Linked DNA regions of Mus musculus: all the other regions are linked to region 3. Evidence: chromatin contacts called from public HiCAR-type and promoter capture Hi-C data. All regions are on one chromosome and are shown on one strand. The core of a region is the stretch at or near the end of the contact, and the rest is flanking DNA. Distances in the headings are between cores, read along the strand shown. Region 1 holds the start of Gramd4 (GRAM domain containing 4). Region 2 holds the start of Pkdrej (polycystin (PKD) family receptor for egg jelly). Region 3 holds the start of Creld2 (cysteine-rich with EGF-like domains 2). Region 4 holds the start of Trmu (tRNA 5-methylaminomethyl-2-thiouridylate methyltransferase).

The links. Promoter capture Hi-C pulls out the DNA fragments that hold promoters and counts their contacts. HiCAR-type assays count read pairs that join an accessible place to other places.
Region 1: a HiCAR-type map of astrocytes shows a contact between it and region 3, with 5 times the contacts expected there. The contact joins the promoter of Gramd4 here to the promoter of Creld2 in region 3. A contact is called at or near these places in 2 of 39 promoter capture datasets (the 3T3-L1 cell line and hippocampal neurons) and 2 of 115 datasets of contacts at active chromatin or transcription factors (astrocytes and large pre-B cells).
Region 2: a promoter capture Hi-C map of pre-B cells shows a contact between it and region 3, with 3 times the contacts expected there. The contact joins the promoter of Pkdrej here to the promoter of Creld2 in region 3. A contact is called at or near these places in 2 of 39 promoter capture datasets (cranial neural crest and pre-B cells).
Region 4: a promoter capture Hi-C map of pre-B cells shows a contact between it and region 3, with 5 times the contacts expected there. The contact joins the promoter of Trmu here to the promoter of Creld2 in region 3. A contact is called at or near these places in 3 of 39 promoter capture datasets (cranial neural crest, hippocampal neurons and pre-B cells) and 1 of 9 other capture datasets (embryonic stem cells).

The regions. Positions count from the first base shown.
Region 1 is chr15:86,056,656-86,060,309 of GRCm38.p6, forward strand. Gramd4 (GRAM domain containing 4) reads left to right here and starts at 2,107. Exons shown (of 19, transcript NM_001379572.1): 1 at 2,107-2,306. The coding sequence starts at 2,278. Gm41375 (a long non-coding RNA gene) reads right to left here and starts at 1,961. Exons shown (of 3, transcript XR_875536.2): 1 at 1,737-1,961; 2 at 75-186.
Region 2 is chr15:85,819,743-85,823,396 of GRCm38.p6, forward strand. Pkdrej (polycystin (PKD) family receptor for egg jelly) reads right to left here and starts at 1,991. Exons shown (of 1, transcript NM_011105.2): 1 at 1-1,991. The coding sequence starts at 1,991.
Region 3 is chr15:88,817,410-88,820,896 of GRCm38.p6, forward strand. Creld2 (cysteine-rich with EGF-like domains 2) reads left to right here and starts at 2,237. Exons shown (of 10, transcript NM_029720.2): 1 at 2,237-2,425; 2 at 2,522-2,604; 3 at 3,120-3,230. The coding sequence starts at 2,303. It overlaps Alg12 (asparagine-linked glycosylation 12 (alpha-1,6-mannosyltransferase)), which reads right to left and starts at 1,909. Exons shown (of 10, transcript NM_001142357.1): 1 at 1,849-1,909.
Region 4 is chr15:85,877,235-85,880,669 of GRCm38.p6, forward strand. Trmu (tRNA 5-methylaminomethyl-2-thiouridylate methyltransferase) reads left to right here and starts at 2,093. Exons shown (of 11, transcript NM_028063.2): 1 at 2,093-2,224. The coding sequence starts at 2,143.

The DNA.
Region 1 (3,654 bases), core at 857-3,356, 2.8 Mb before region 3:
CCATCCTCATGAGTGCATGTCAGGGACTTACTTTTCTATTGCTTTGATGAGACATTATGACCAAGGTGACTTACAGACAAGTGTCTAATCTGGGACTCCCATGGGTTAGTCCGTTAACTATCACGGCAGGCAACATGGTAGCAGACAGGCAGGCATGGTGCTGGAGCGGTCGCTGGGAGCTTATACCTTGAGACACAGACATGAGGCAGGGAGAAAGTTAACCAGGAATATGGGTTTGTGGAACCTCAAGCACACCAGAAACACACCTCCTCTAGCAAGGCCACACCTTCTAATCCTTCCCAAACAATGTCACCATCTGGGGAACCAAGCATTCAAAATATGAGCCTATGGGGGCCATTTCTCATTCAAACCAACCCACCTTCCATCGAGAGCCTACTCTATAAAGCCAGCTCAGATCATAAAGCCTTTCTGAGGGCAGAGCCCTTCAAAGTAATCACGTGCCACATGGGTGTACTGGGGATTAAGCTTGCAATGCAGGGACTCTGGAGACACACTTTAACTTCAGCAGGGAGGGATCCCTACATGAATGCATCGAACCTCTCCTGGTAGAAGCTGCCCAGCTGAGTTCACAGGAGAAGGGTGGGGAATGACTCCCGAGAACTCTGGCTTCCTGGGAAGCTAGAAACATTTTCTAACTGGGCGACTGGTCAAGGGAGGCTTTGTGGAGCTGAAACTTTGGAGTTAGCTTGGAAGGTTGGGTAGGGCCAGAGTGGAGAGGCTCCCCCCTCCTCCGCGCCCCAGGGAGGATATGGTCTAGGCAATCCTGGAGGCAGGAAAGTAGCACTTGTGCTTGCAGGGGGCGGTGGGGGTGGGGCGACGACCAGAGTCCGGTTTTGCTGTAGGACAGAGAGGAAGCAGGGAAAGCCAGGGGTAGGAGGAACCAGCGAGATTGGTGTGGCATTGGGCTGGGATGCCGCACAAAGGTGACTCAGAGGAGGTTCCTGCCCAAAGTAGCTCTCATCTTGCCAAGACCAAGCCCTGCAGGCAGCTTAGCCTGGCATCTCACACTGCCAGCCAAGAGCCATTGGACAGACCTCATGTTGTGCTACACATGGGCATTGCTTCTCACTCTGCATTCAGAGAGAGAGAGAGCTCACCTACAGGAGCCTCTCTGGATGCCAGCCCCAGACCCTGGGACAAAGGCCTGTCTGGAAGGTAGGCAATGCTGGAGGACAAAAGGGGGCCTGAATCCTGCCCCCACCCACCCCACCCCCCAGAAAGCTTCAGAGTCCTTCAGCATTCCTCAAATCTCCTGGGGTGCTTGAGACATAATAAGGTGGGGGACAGTTCTGGATTGAGAGGGTTGGAGGTGAGGTCGTCAAAGCCCCGCAGTGCAAGCGGGTCATGTGGTCACAGGTCTAATGTGCTGTCTCCACTTGCTGATGCTGAGTTTGCTACAGTCACCCTCGTACCCTACAGTGGACCTCCTAGGTCAGACCCCATACGGTGCTGCAGGTCAGTCCTCCAACCAGGCTAGGGCCTGGGGTTCTGGAGGGTGTGGTCTTTTACCAGGTTCATTAGTTATCTTTCTGGGTCCTTGTCAACCCTGGTTTTTGAAAGGCGAGTCAAAACGGGGGAAGTGACTCCTGGAGGATCTCTTTTCCTTTAAGATAGTACTAGAGCTAAAGTAGGCTTCCTATCGCTACGGTGACATTTAAAGGTATGTGGCATTCCTGGTTAGGTACTGAGTGGGAGAGAAGGGAGGAGTTGCTCACTGCCCTCCAGGTGGAGGTTCCATGTCCTTTTCCCAGTGTGGAGCTGTGCTCTGAGTCCAGCCTGGCGGTGCCAGGACAAGTATTTCTACACCAAGCGCGGGTCTCCATTTGGCAGTAACCGTCAAGCCAGTTCGCCGGGAGAGAGGTGACAGTGGAGTGTATCCTTGTGCTCGGTTGTGCCCGTGGCTGCGACTGGCAGGCGGCCACGCGTGCGCGTGGGCACGCGCGGCGAGGACCCACGTGGGTCACCCAAACAAAGGCGGCGCCGCGTGATCGGGCGCGCGCGCGCGCACACACCGGGCAGGGAGGGCGGGGAGGCGAGGGGGCGGAGCGGGGCGGCGGCTTGCGCAGGCCCGGTCGGGGGGCGCGCAGACTCCGCGCAGCAGGACGTGAGCGCGCGACGCGGCGCCGCCTCCGCGCTCGTGGCCGGCACCCGCGGGGCCGCGTAGTCCCCGCTCCCCGGCGCCGCTGGGCTCCCGGGAGGGCGGCAGGTGCAGCGCGGCCGGGTGGCCGGCCAGGGGGGCGCCGCGGCGGCGGGTGGATGAGAGTTGGCCCCGATCATCCCGCAGGGTAAGCGGCGCGCACGCGGACTCCCACACGGACCTGGGCGACGCTGGCCACGCTCTGTCCTAGCTGCCGGGCCGCGACCCCGTGTGCCCACACTCTCACTCGGTGGCCCACAGCAGCGACCCTCCCTTCGGGGAGCAGCGCGGGCGCGCCCCCGCACACACGCTCCCGGGGCGCGCGTCACGGCCGCCCCTCGCGCGTACCACGGGCGCTGTGCGGGTCAGGGTCCTGGTGGGCGAGAGGCAGACGTCGATGGGACGCAGGGCCCAAACTATGATGTGGGGGAGTCATTAGATGGGTCACCATGCCTAGGCCGCTAGCGGGGGGGTCAGGATGAGGGCACAGCAAATGTCGTCCTACTGACCCACTCTCTTGGTGGTGGGGGAGGACTGAAAAGGAGGAGGGCTGTCCAGGCCGGTGTGGCCCAACAGATGACCCGGGGAAAAGTTGTGGACGCTTGCTCCCTTTCCACACCCTGCTCTCTGTTATATCTTTTCCTTTCATTTGGAATTAGCCTATGGGATTCTGGGGACAGTTGGCACCTGGGCTGGAGCTTAGGCCTATGTGTTTATACAACCGTTAAGGTGGGGTGCTGTGTGGCAGTCCCTAACCTAAGACTTCATCTGTCCAGAGCGGGACCAGCACCTCTGAAGGGTGGAGAGGGACTGACTAGTCTGGATGTTGGTTCCCCTGTGGCCTTCCTACCCGTGGCCAGGGTAAGAAGCAGGCTTCTAGGGCCAGAGGCAGAACCTTGTACTCTTTGGAACTTCCCATTTTCAGAGATAAGAGAGATTCAGTTTGGGGGGACCTTGTTCAGAGTGGGTTCCCTTCCTGCCTTGCCTTGTGTAGATTAGGGACAAAATTAAAGGTGCTGAGTCTTAACGCACTCCCCCCCCCAATCCTCAATTTCGCTGAACCCCAGCCAGGTAGGAGCTTGCTTTAGGGCCAGGTTCAGAAGGAGGGGTCATGGTCCAGGCTCTGTAGGGTTTGAAATAAAGGACAGTTGGAAGTTAGTTTATCTCGGATACCTGTTCTGTGAGATCGGGCAAGGCACTGTCACAAAACCAGCCCTGCCTCAGTTTCCTTATCAGTGGGTGACTAATGACAAGATAAGAGTTAACAAGATGGTGTGGGTTCCACGGCAGCCAGACACACTCTAGGTGAGGAGTCAGGCAAGGCCATCCACCCTGTGCCTCTCAGGTGGCTTAGTGGCCCTGCAGAGATCGGAAGAATCTTCTCTCATTCTGCCCAACCTGTTCCCAGGCCCATTTGGGGATACACAGCCCAGTCCAGTCAGAGTGCTTTATTTAGTATCCCTGACCCGTGCTAGGATGAAGCCACAATATAAAGA
Region 2 (3,654 bases), core at 741-3,240, 3.0 Mb before region 3:
GAGGTGGCCTCTAAATCCGCTTGACTCAAGTCAGAGGCTTTCTGGGTTAATTTGGTAATCACCATCACCGACTGACCGATCTCATCCGCTGTGTTCATAGCAAACGTGAGAGACTGTTTGACGAGGTGCTCCAGGAGACGGGCTCTGTCATCTTGAAGTTCCTGCTCCCCTTTTATGTTATTCAAGACAGAAATCACCACATAGGTTAAGTAGCCAGCCTGTAGCCAGTCCTGCTTTTGAAGCAAGGTAGACAACAGTGACGTCGGTTTCATGGTGACGTTGAGCAGCTGTTGTAAAACATCCTTTGAAGAGTCCCTGACAGTAGGTGCCGTCACAGTCGCTTGCAAAGTCACTTGAGAAAATGTCCCTAAGGAGTCATAGACCTGAACATAAAGCCTCACATTGTACTCATCTGTCACCGTACCGACAGGGAGAAAGAAGGCTGGTGTTATCGGCTCTGCCCCTGAATACACCACGGAACCCAGTGTATTCTCTTCTACGGAACTGATCGCGCCAATGCTGTCCAACTCAGATACTATTATTTTATACTTAAGGGGAAGGTTCTCATCCTTAAAATCACTACATTCAACAGCAAATTTAGTAACCATGGAAATCCCACTAGCTGGATTTATCTTGCATTTGCCAACTCGAGGGCCATGGTTAATGACAACGGGATGTCTCAAGGTCGTGGTCATACCACTCCAAGATTTCAGAATCAGGGAAACCCAAACCCTATTTTCCAAAAAATTCCTAAAGGCAAAAGCTTTTATGGACAAATAAGGTCCATTCCTCCTGGTGATTGCTTGCCCTGCCCAGTCAAACATCACTTCATGGCCCGTTAGAGACAAAATGGACCAGCTATACAAATCCTGGCGGCCACAACTTGGGCAGTTCAGAAACAGAGAAAATCTATCTGACACACCTAACGTGGGGCCACAATTTTCAATGCAGGAAATGTGTGCCTTGGGCTGAAGCCCCTGGAGCACGTGTACAGTTTTATCAGAAAATGCAGTTCTGTTTTGCTTCTGTACCACCATTCTGAAGTAATACACACCATTGCCCCTAAGAGTTTTTGGTGGAATGGTTAGTACAGAGCCCACTGCCCAAGGCCAGTTCAGTGAATCCTGCTCTGGGTGGCAGACAGCCTGGTTGATCACTAATACATAGTTGCCACTATAGTATCTTGGATTTGTGGTACAATACCAAAAAAACTGGAGTCCCCATGTGGGGATGTCTGCCTCTGGGTCGTAGGACATGCTTCCATTCAGAATCAGTTCATCGGAGAACTTCACGGTTACTCTGGGGGCTCCAAGAAGAACAGCCTTCAGGGGGCGTTTTCTAACCCAAATGTAGATGATATCCGAGCCTGTCACCGTGGGCCAGGCGAGGTCCCACCTGAAGATGGACAGCGTAAAGTTAAACACATACACCCCGTAAGGCAGGGCATATTTGGGGATGTGGAGGGAGAAACCCTTAGACACTGCCACCTGCGGCAAGAGCACAGGTCGGTTCCAATCAGGGGTGTCGTTCACAGAGGCCACCGAAAAGTACACCCAGCTCTTGCGAATGACCAAGGCATCAGGACAGTACCAACGCACAGTGATATTGAGGGTGGCTTCCTCGTCTCTGCTCAGGATAAGGGGAGCGTTCTGGTCCTTCCTGTTGATCTTCACTGGCTGCATGATACAGGGGGCCGTCTGGCAGGACACGTTAGCCTTGGCGGCTGCGGGGTCCGAAGAGTTGACTTTCAGGAGGACGCGTGCAGCTGCGCCCGAGGGACACCTACGGGGCGGCGTAGGGCTGGCGTGGCGCGGGGCTGCACGCGGGGACAGGCCCCCGGTGTCACCGCCCCGGACGCTGCTCTCCGCGCCCTGCCCCAACCCCGGGGCGCCCCTGAGCACGCCCGGCAGCCCGCGAGGGCCGGTGGGTGGCGGCTGGCTGCCTAGACCCAGGCCCAGGCCCAGGAGCAGCAGCGCGGGGCCCGGCCACATGACTCCCCGCCAGGAGCTGCCGGGCGCAACGGCCGTGACGCTGGGCTGGGCCGCGAGCGAGCGTACCGGGAGGGGATGGGCGCGCAGCTCGCCGCGGGGCAGGGGCAGCGTGCTCCGCCACTCCGGAATAAGGCGGTTCACCCGAGGTGTGGGTTCTCTCGGGGACAGTACACTCTCAGGGACAGTGGGGTTCCCAGGGCTAGTGAGTTTAAGGGACAGTATGTTCCCAGGGGCGGTGGGTCCCAAAGGGCAGTGAGTTCCCAGGAACAGTGGGCTCTCAGGGTCATCAAGGATCTCAGGACCAAGGAGAACCACACACAAGGAGAACGTGGGAAGTCACAGAACAATGGGTTTCCAGAGAAGTGGAGATTCTCAGGACCAAGAAGGACATGCTAAGGACAGCAGCATCTCCAGGAAGGTAGGTGCAAGGTAGGTCACTATACACTAGGCGGCAGAGGGGCTCAAGACTGTTTCCAACCACCTCTTTCTTCCCATACTGATGGATCTACTCCAGGATCAGGCCTTGCTAAATGAGTTTAATCCCGTGCTCTGCCGCCCCACCCCCTTCTTTTCTTCTTTTTAAAACTGGACACACCAAGAAAACTTCTTAGCAGAAATTCCTCTCCCACGGGAAAACCGGTTCCAAAATAATGAAGTCTGGAGGGCCTTGCCAGCCCCCTCAGACCAGTGCAGGGATATCTGACACTTGGTTGTTTGGGGAAAGGGGGCGTGGAGGTGGGGTTGTTGGTTAGGTTTGGGTTGGTTGTTATTGGTTTGGTTTGTTTTTTCCCTTTCCTTCACTTTTAAATGTATTGTTTGCTTATTTGTTTGTTTGTTTGTTTGTTTATTTGTTTGTTTTAGACTGTGTCAACTGGAGATTCTTCAGCTTCAGCCTCTTAGGTGGTAGATCACAAGTGTGTACTACCTAACCTAGCTAAAAAGAACGAACCTAGCTAAAAAGAACTGTGTAGTTTAAAAGGGAGAAGTTACTGAAGATCAAACCTTGGGTCTCCAGGAATGATGGCCATACCCCTGAGCTGCAGCCGAGGCTCTAGTTTCCTAACTTGACATTTTGGCTCAAAGATGGAGCCTTTCGTCCTAGTCCTCCTCCTCCTCCTCCTCCTCCTCCTCCTCTTCCTCCTCTTCTTCCTCCTCTTCTTCCTCCTCTTCTTCCTCCTCTTCCTCTTCTTCTTACTTCTTCCTTCTCCTACTGTGTTTAAAACTATAAAGTCCCTACTATACAGTATTTAAGTACATCCTACACGCTTATTGTATTTTTGGCCATCTTTCCTTTAAAATATTTCTAATTCTCCTAGTATTTTGTTTGTACCCGTATATTCCAAAGGGTGTTGTTAGTTGCAAGCATTTGGAGTTCATGTAGAACTCTTGTGGCGCTGGAGAGATGACCTCTGTTCTTCCAGAGGTCCTGAGTTCAATTCCCAGCAACCACATGGTGGCTCACAACCATCTGTAATGGGATCTGATGCCCTCTTCTGGTGTGTCTGACACACCAGTGTACTCATACATAGAATAAATAAATAAATAAATAAATAAAAAGAAATCTTGTGCTTATTGATCTCTAATTAACAATGCTATGATTAGAGAATAGGTCCAGAATGATTTTTAGTCATTTTTATTTATGACTTGCCTTAATGGCCACCCT
Region 3 (3,487 bases), core at 987-3,486:
ATAAAAAGTCCTGAACTGAGAAAGTGTGACGATTGACTAATTAGGTTATAGAACAACATGTACATAAAGTTCCCAACCTGGCACAAAACCATACTGGGGTACAGTGATGCACACTTAGGATTCCAGTACTTGGGAGGCTGAGACAGGAGAAACAAGAGGTCTAGGTCAACCTGGGTAACTTGTTAAGAGCCTGAAGCCCTGGGTTCGGTCCCCAGAACCGGATAAACCCCAGGTATGTAAATATATGTGTGTATCCCAGCACCTAGGGGGTAAGAGGCAAGAGGACTAGAAGTTCAAGGCCATCCTTGGTATTGAAAAGGATGGGGAAGAGGCCAAGCCATCGAGGGAGGCAGCAGTGCGAGATGCGTTGCTTCAGGGACTCCAACTTCGCTGCTTCAACTATCTGCTCTGCAGACCTTTGAAGGAAACCCAAGCTTTAGGGTGGGCTATTACCCACAGAACTCACCCGATCCTCCTCCTTCCTCACAGCCACAAAGGGGTGTGTGTTCTGCTGAGGACCAACAGCAGCTATTTTCTTTCTTTTTTGTTTTTTTGTTTCTTTCGAGACAAGGTTTCTCTGTGTAGCCCTGGCTGTCCTGGAACTCACTCTGTAGACCAGGCTGGCCTTGAACTCAGAAATCCGCCTGCCTCTGTCTCCCAAGTGCTGGGATCAAAGGTGTGCATCACCACCGCCCGGCTAGCTATTTTCAAAGACAACAGGAGACCAGGGTGAGCTGGACCGCTCAACCAGGAGCAGAAACAATACAAGGGAGTTATTCACCAGTACATAAAAACAACTTATCAGCCGGGCGTGGTGGCGCACGCCTTTAATCCCAGCACTTGGGAGGCAGAGACAGGCGGATTTCTGAGTTCGAGGCCAGCCTGGTCTACAGAGTGAGTTCCAGGACAGCCAGAGCTATACAGAGAAACCCTGTCTCAAAAAACCAAAAAAAAAAACAAAACAAAACACCTATCACAGGAATGGGGGCAGCTGCAGGGAAGAAGAGATGCTAATGGCTAAGCTCCAGGAGCCAAGCTCCAAAAAGCTATACTGCTCTTCTGAAGGTCCTGAGTTCAAATCCCAGCAACCACATGGTGGCTCACAACCACCTGTAATGAGATCTGATGCACAGAGCAAGCAGAGGTCGTAAATTCAACTCCCAACAACCAGATGAAGGCTCACAACCCTATGTACAGCTACCGTGTGTACTCATATACATAAAATAAACAAATCTTTAAAAAATTAAAAGCTATACTCTTCGCAAATGTGGCGTGGAGGAGGAGGGCATCTCAGATTAGGGGGTACCCTTCAAAGATCCTGTCGTCCCTGTCCATTGTGATTCCAAAGCTTCCAAGGGAACTGTGGGAATCATTCGTTCAAATTGTGGCTTTAACCTGGAAGTGTTAGCTGGTGTAGATGAACTTACTTGTAAACCAAAGACCAGACTAAACTGTTACTATTTATACAATCAGATGTTCTTTAAAATACACATAGTCCACATCTCCTCCTCCTCCTCCCTCAGGTCACTTAAAGTTCGGAAGGTCATTGTGAACTCACTGCCTGAGGCCCCTGAGGAAATGTCGACCACTGGGGCCCCCTCAACCACACTGAGCAGGACCCAGATGTAGAGCTCTGTTTACGGATGACAGCTCCGGGCGCCAGGTGAGGAGGATGGATGAACGGTCCAGGCCTCGGGCGAGATGTCCCGCCCCCAGGGACACGCTCAGCCTCTAAGTGACAGGTCCATCCCCGGGTTGAGGAACTCAAAGGCCGTCACGCGCGCTCGGGAGAACCCCAGCTTCGCCACCTCCCGCCCGAGTACACCAATCCCGGCGACGCGCGCTAACCTCTCCTCTCCGCAGGACCCCGCGGAACTGAGCAGACTGACCAAGGCAGGAAGCCGGCTGCGGAAACCGGGCCCGGAAGCCAAGTCTTTGCCCGAACTTGACATGGCCACCATTGCCCAGGCTGGCGACCGCAGCTGGCGCTTCCCGCCCGGAGAAAAGATGGCCACTCGTGGAGGGCGGGGCATGGGGACCCGATAGAAGATTACGGTTCTGCCTCATTCTCGCGGGACGCTGACCCGGGGCCTTCTCATTGGTGGCTTCTCGTGGCGAGCCTCAATTGGTCCACATCAGGCAAGGGGGATTCCTCCGGCCAATAGAAGCGCGCGGGGTGAAAGGTGGGCGGGGCCTCGGCGACGCAGTCAAGTAGCCCGGGGAACGGCCGGCGCGCGGGCCGGTGGGCGGAGGCTCAGACTCCGCCGCAGTTCTCGGTGGGTCGCCGGGCAGCCCTCCCGCCATGCACCTGCTGCTTGCAGCCGCGTTCGGGCTGCTGCTGCTGCTGCCGCCGCCCGGGGCCGTAGCCTCCCGGAAGCCGACGATGTGCCAGAGATGCCGGACGCTGGTGGACAAGTTCAACCAGGTGGGCGGGCGGCGGGGTCCGGGGCAGCGGCGCTGGGGCAGGGGCTGGCGGCGGGGTTCACGGTAGCCCATCGAGCTGGTGCCACCTCCACTACAGGGGATGGCCAACACGGCCAGGAAGAATTTCGGTGGCGGCAACACGGCGTGGGAAGAGAAGACGCTGTCTAAGTACGAATTCAGGTGAGTGTTCCCAAGAAGTGCGAGGATGTGCGGTCGCGGTCTGTGAATCGGTGGTCAGACCTTGGGGTCGGTGCAGACCACCGGCACACGGAGGAACCCCTTCGATGGTGGTGGACACCTGTCAATGGTCGTCCCTGCCTCTGGCCACTCAACTGGTCTGTGGTTTCCACACTCCCTACGGCCACTTCTGTGCGCACAGACACTGGAAGGCTTTTACACACACGCACACGGGCCTTTTGGAAACTCAGACTGGAGCCCCTCGCCCTCCTAGAGACTTCTGGCTTCCCTGACTAATGGAATAAGCTCCCTTTCTCATGCTGTAGGGATGGAGGGGCCTACCATTCCTGGGTCCGCTGCACACCCCCCGGTTAGCCTCCCCTTACTGACTAACCTTGCCTGTGGTTGTAGAGACTCTCCTCTTCGCTAAAGTAGTCTCTAGGAGGGACATGTGTAAAGTGAGCAGACTGGTGCTTTGGGGTGCTGGTGCTTTGGGGTGCTGACAGATTGTGTTTCAGTGAGATCCGGCTTCTGGAGATCATGGAGGGTCTGTGTGACAGCAGTGACTTTGAGTGCAACCAACTCTTGGAGCAGCAGGAGGAGCAGCTAGAGGCTTGGTGGCAGACACTGTGAGTGCCTGGGACCCTGTCTTCTGATCTCGCATTTTGCAGTATCTTCCCAGTAGAGAACCTAGAGAAGCAGGAAATATCCTACATCCCCATCCCGATTTACCCCTGCGCTGCCACCATCTCTTAGAAGCTTCCAAGGAGGTCCTGTGCACACCTGACCCTTGCTTCCCCCATCACATAGCCTTGAGGGCGTGGACAGTGCCTCCTAGCCCGAATCACCTGAGGTCCTTAGTTGCTTCAGCCTGAAGTTAAGAAGT
Region 4 (3,435 bases), core at 843-3,342, 2.9 Mb before region 3:
TTCTTCCCCAGTGGGCAGTAAACTCTGGAGTCCTGAACATTAGCGCTGTAAATGGCCCTCACCTTCCCTGACCCACTCACACCTATCACACAGGGGAAAAAGGAAATGTAGAATTGAACTCATTTAAGAAAGCTGGGTTTGCAGTAGGGGCAGGGCTACATTTCCCTTAGGGTACTGTTGGGTAAGGAGTGGCTGCATCCTTCCTTGGTGTGTTTGGTGGGGAGAGGACATTAACCTATGAATAACTAACTAGGCTACCTTGGTGATGTCTGTACTTAGCCCTGGCTCAGCGCACGCCTTGTCCTCATGCGGCCGTACTCTGCTCTGTCTACCGGGGCATCTGGTTTTTGGCAGCATATGCTGCAGTCCCTCTGCTTTCCCCTCTGAAGATGCTCAAAGGTGGCTTTCCCCTACGTTCTTCTTCATAGCTCCTCGGCTGGCTGTTCAGAAGGGTCAGCTTTGGGACACACTGGAGACTTGAGCTGAGGGGCTGGCATGAAGTATACTGATGTAGGCTGATGACCAAAGCCCCACCCTCGGAGATGGCAGAGGCTTGCTTCCCTGTAATTTCTTACCATTGTGGGGGGGCAGTGTTCCTGAAGCCCACATACCATTTGGGTTGGTGCCGCACAGCACTTTCCTGTCCATGGTGTATCACACTGCAGACTTTGGGAGTTATAGGGAAGCAAAAAACACCTTGTGCAGGAAAAAGAAACGCCCCAGTTTTCTCTCTAGTGTAAGAAAATACTGGCCAACAGCAGCGCAGGGAGGAAAGGGTTTATTTATGTGGTTTGCACATCCGAATCACAGACCAACCTGAAGGAAAGTTAGAGACGGAATTTTGACAGGAACTGAAGCAGAGGCCATGGAGGAACACTGCTTACTGGCTTGCTCCGCATGGCTTGATTAGTTTGCCTTCTTTTACAACCCAAGATCACCTGCACTGGTGTGGCTCTCACATCAATCAACAAATCTCACAGACTTGTCTAAGGGCCAATCTAATGGAAGCATTTTCTCAATTGATGTCCCCCCACCCCTAGCTTGTGTCAAGTAGACAAAAATTCTAACATAGGTTTGTCTGGTTTCTGCTACTTTGTGGTTGGCCCTATCATAGGTTCTGGTAGGAAAAGTGAGATTTGCTATACTAAATGCCCATACCCAAGAAGGGAGGTCCTGGTCCTCAAGGCTAGAACACTCCACAGACATGACCCCCTGCCCTTTTGTCTCTCTCTCTCTCTCTCTCTCTCTCTCTCTCTCTCTCTCTCTCTCTCTCTCTTCTCTCTCTCTCTCTCTCTCTCTTTCTGTCCCAGGACTCGTATCTATTTTCTTCCAGCAGCCACTCAACATCTGTCATGTGCGAGGCCCCCCACAATCAATTCAGGAAGAGCCACAGCTCCAGCCTGAGGTCCCCAAAGCATCCACTCGTTAGAGCTGATCCCCGCAGAGTGCTCGTTCGTCCTCCAAGAATGGCCCACGAAACAAACACTCTTAAATCACAGGCACCAGGATGAACAGGTGCGACTCCAAACTCTCCCAGTCTTCCGTGGCCCATCCTTCCCAGCTACTGTCTGGGTCTGGTTAACTACGCTCCCATCCCCTACTCCAACCCGTTGACTGAGCTGCTAGCAAAGCCTTACTGAGCAACGGTCCACTATGCTTTGTCCTCCACTGGCTCTGCACCCGCCAGGCCCGCAAGCATCTAGAATCCAATGAGAACGTGTTGACAGCCCTGTCCCTCCAGCGGGTAAACAGGAGGAGCCAGCGGCCGACACAGCATCTCGACCTTGTGTGTGCCCAGGAACGCCTTTGAGACCTCAAGCCCGAGCGGAGGCTGTTCCTGGTGCAGCTGACCCAGGAGCGCCAGCTGAGCACAGAAGAAAACGTCGCAAGGGCAGCGAGTGGTGGCTAAGAAGCCGGACCCGACCAACTCATCGCTGGCCTATCTGGGACATGCTGCCACCTAGTGCTCCTCGGCCGATCCGCCGCGCGGAACCCAAAAGCCTGCAGAACACTGGGTGAGCGGAGCACGTTTCCCGCCGGGTGAAGAGTGAGGACGCCCCCCCCCCCCGTCCCCCCCGTCCCCCGGAGGCTGGGACTTCCGGCGTAGCTTGGACGCAGCCAGAAAGCTCGCGGTGTAGCCTGATGTCGGCGCTGCGGCACGTCGTGTGCGCCCTGTCTGGCGGTGTGGACAGCGCGGTGGCGGCGCTGCTGTTGCGGCGGAGAGGTGAGGCCAGGGTTCCTCACTGGGGACAGGAGCTTGGGCTCCTCCAGGTCTGAGGCCTGGCCTTTTGCAGACTCCGCGGGCCTCCAGGCGAGGACACCGCCAACTCTAATGACAAAATCACTCCAGTGTTCTCCTTCGTTGGATGACAAACTTCACTCCGAACAGCTACCAGTTCTTCCTGACTTGTAGATGTAGCCTCATGGGTCCTTAGGGTTCGGATCTGATTCCAACGACCGGTGTACATTCCTCCTGCTGTGTGGCCCCACCTTGTGTCAACCTCTCCGCATTCACCTTGGCGGCTTTTAATGGAGTCCCCCTCAGCCGTGGATCATCTTCCCCGGGGCACGCGGGGTGCAGAGGCGCGGGGCCAGGAGCCTGGGCTTGGGCAAGTTAACTAAGCACCCCCCAGTAAAAATGGGATGACCCGTAATATGGGATGACTGGAATGATTAAATGGCACAGTATGTATTGAAAGGGTTAGCTATACAATGTGAGATATATCGGAAAGCAGGAGCGATTCTTTTATAATCACAGCTGTTATGACAGAGTAAAAGAGCCACAGGATACAGGTGTGTACTATGGTGAGAAAGGAAGAGGGAAGCATTTCTCTACAAAGAACTGGCTGCAGTAACACAGGCAGGAGGCAGAGGAGAGAGTGCCGGCCAGAATAGGATATAGTGGGGTTAGTGAAGCTGACGGTATTAAGGAATTTGGGGTAATGTTGAGTAGGCAGTGTGAGTCTTTGAAGGTTTCCAATGAGAACTGTGTAACTAGATGCTTTGGGAAGTGGCAAAGGTTGGCATCATTCTTACAGATTTATCTTTTACTACTAAAGGGAGATCAACTGCTGCCTAGTTTTTATGTCACATTAAAACTATGTGACATGTTAGGGTCCTCTGGTAGGAGGGAACCTCAGCTGAGAAACTGTCATCACCCTGGCCTGTAGGCTAGTCAGTGGGGCCTTCTCTTAATAATTGGTGTAGGAAGCCTCGTTCCATTAGGAGTAATGCTATCTCTGGGCAGGTGGTCCTAGGTTTTATAAGAAAACAGGCTGAGCAGGCCAAAGAAACAAGCCCATAAGCAGTATTCTTTTATAACCTATGATTCAATTCTGCCTTCAGGTTCCTGACCTGAGTTCCTGCCCCAGCTTCCCCTGATGGTAGACTGTGACCTTTAGGGCCAAATAAATCCTTTCCTCTCCAAGATGCTGT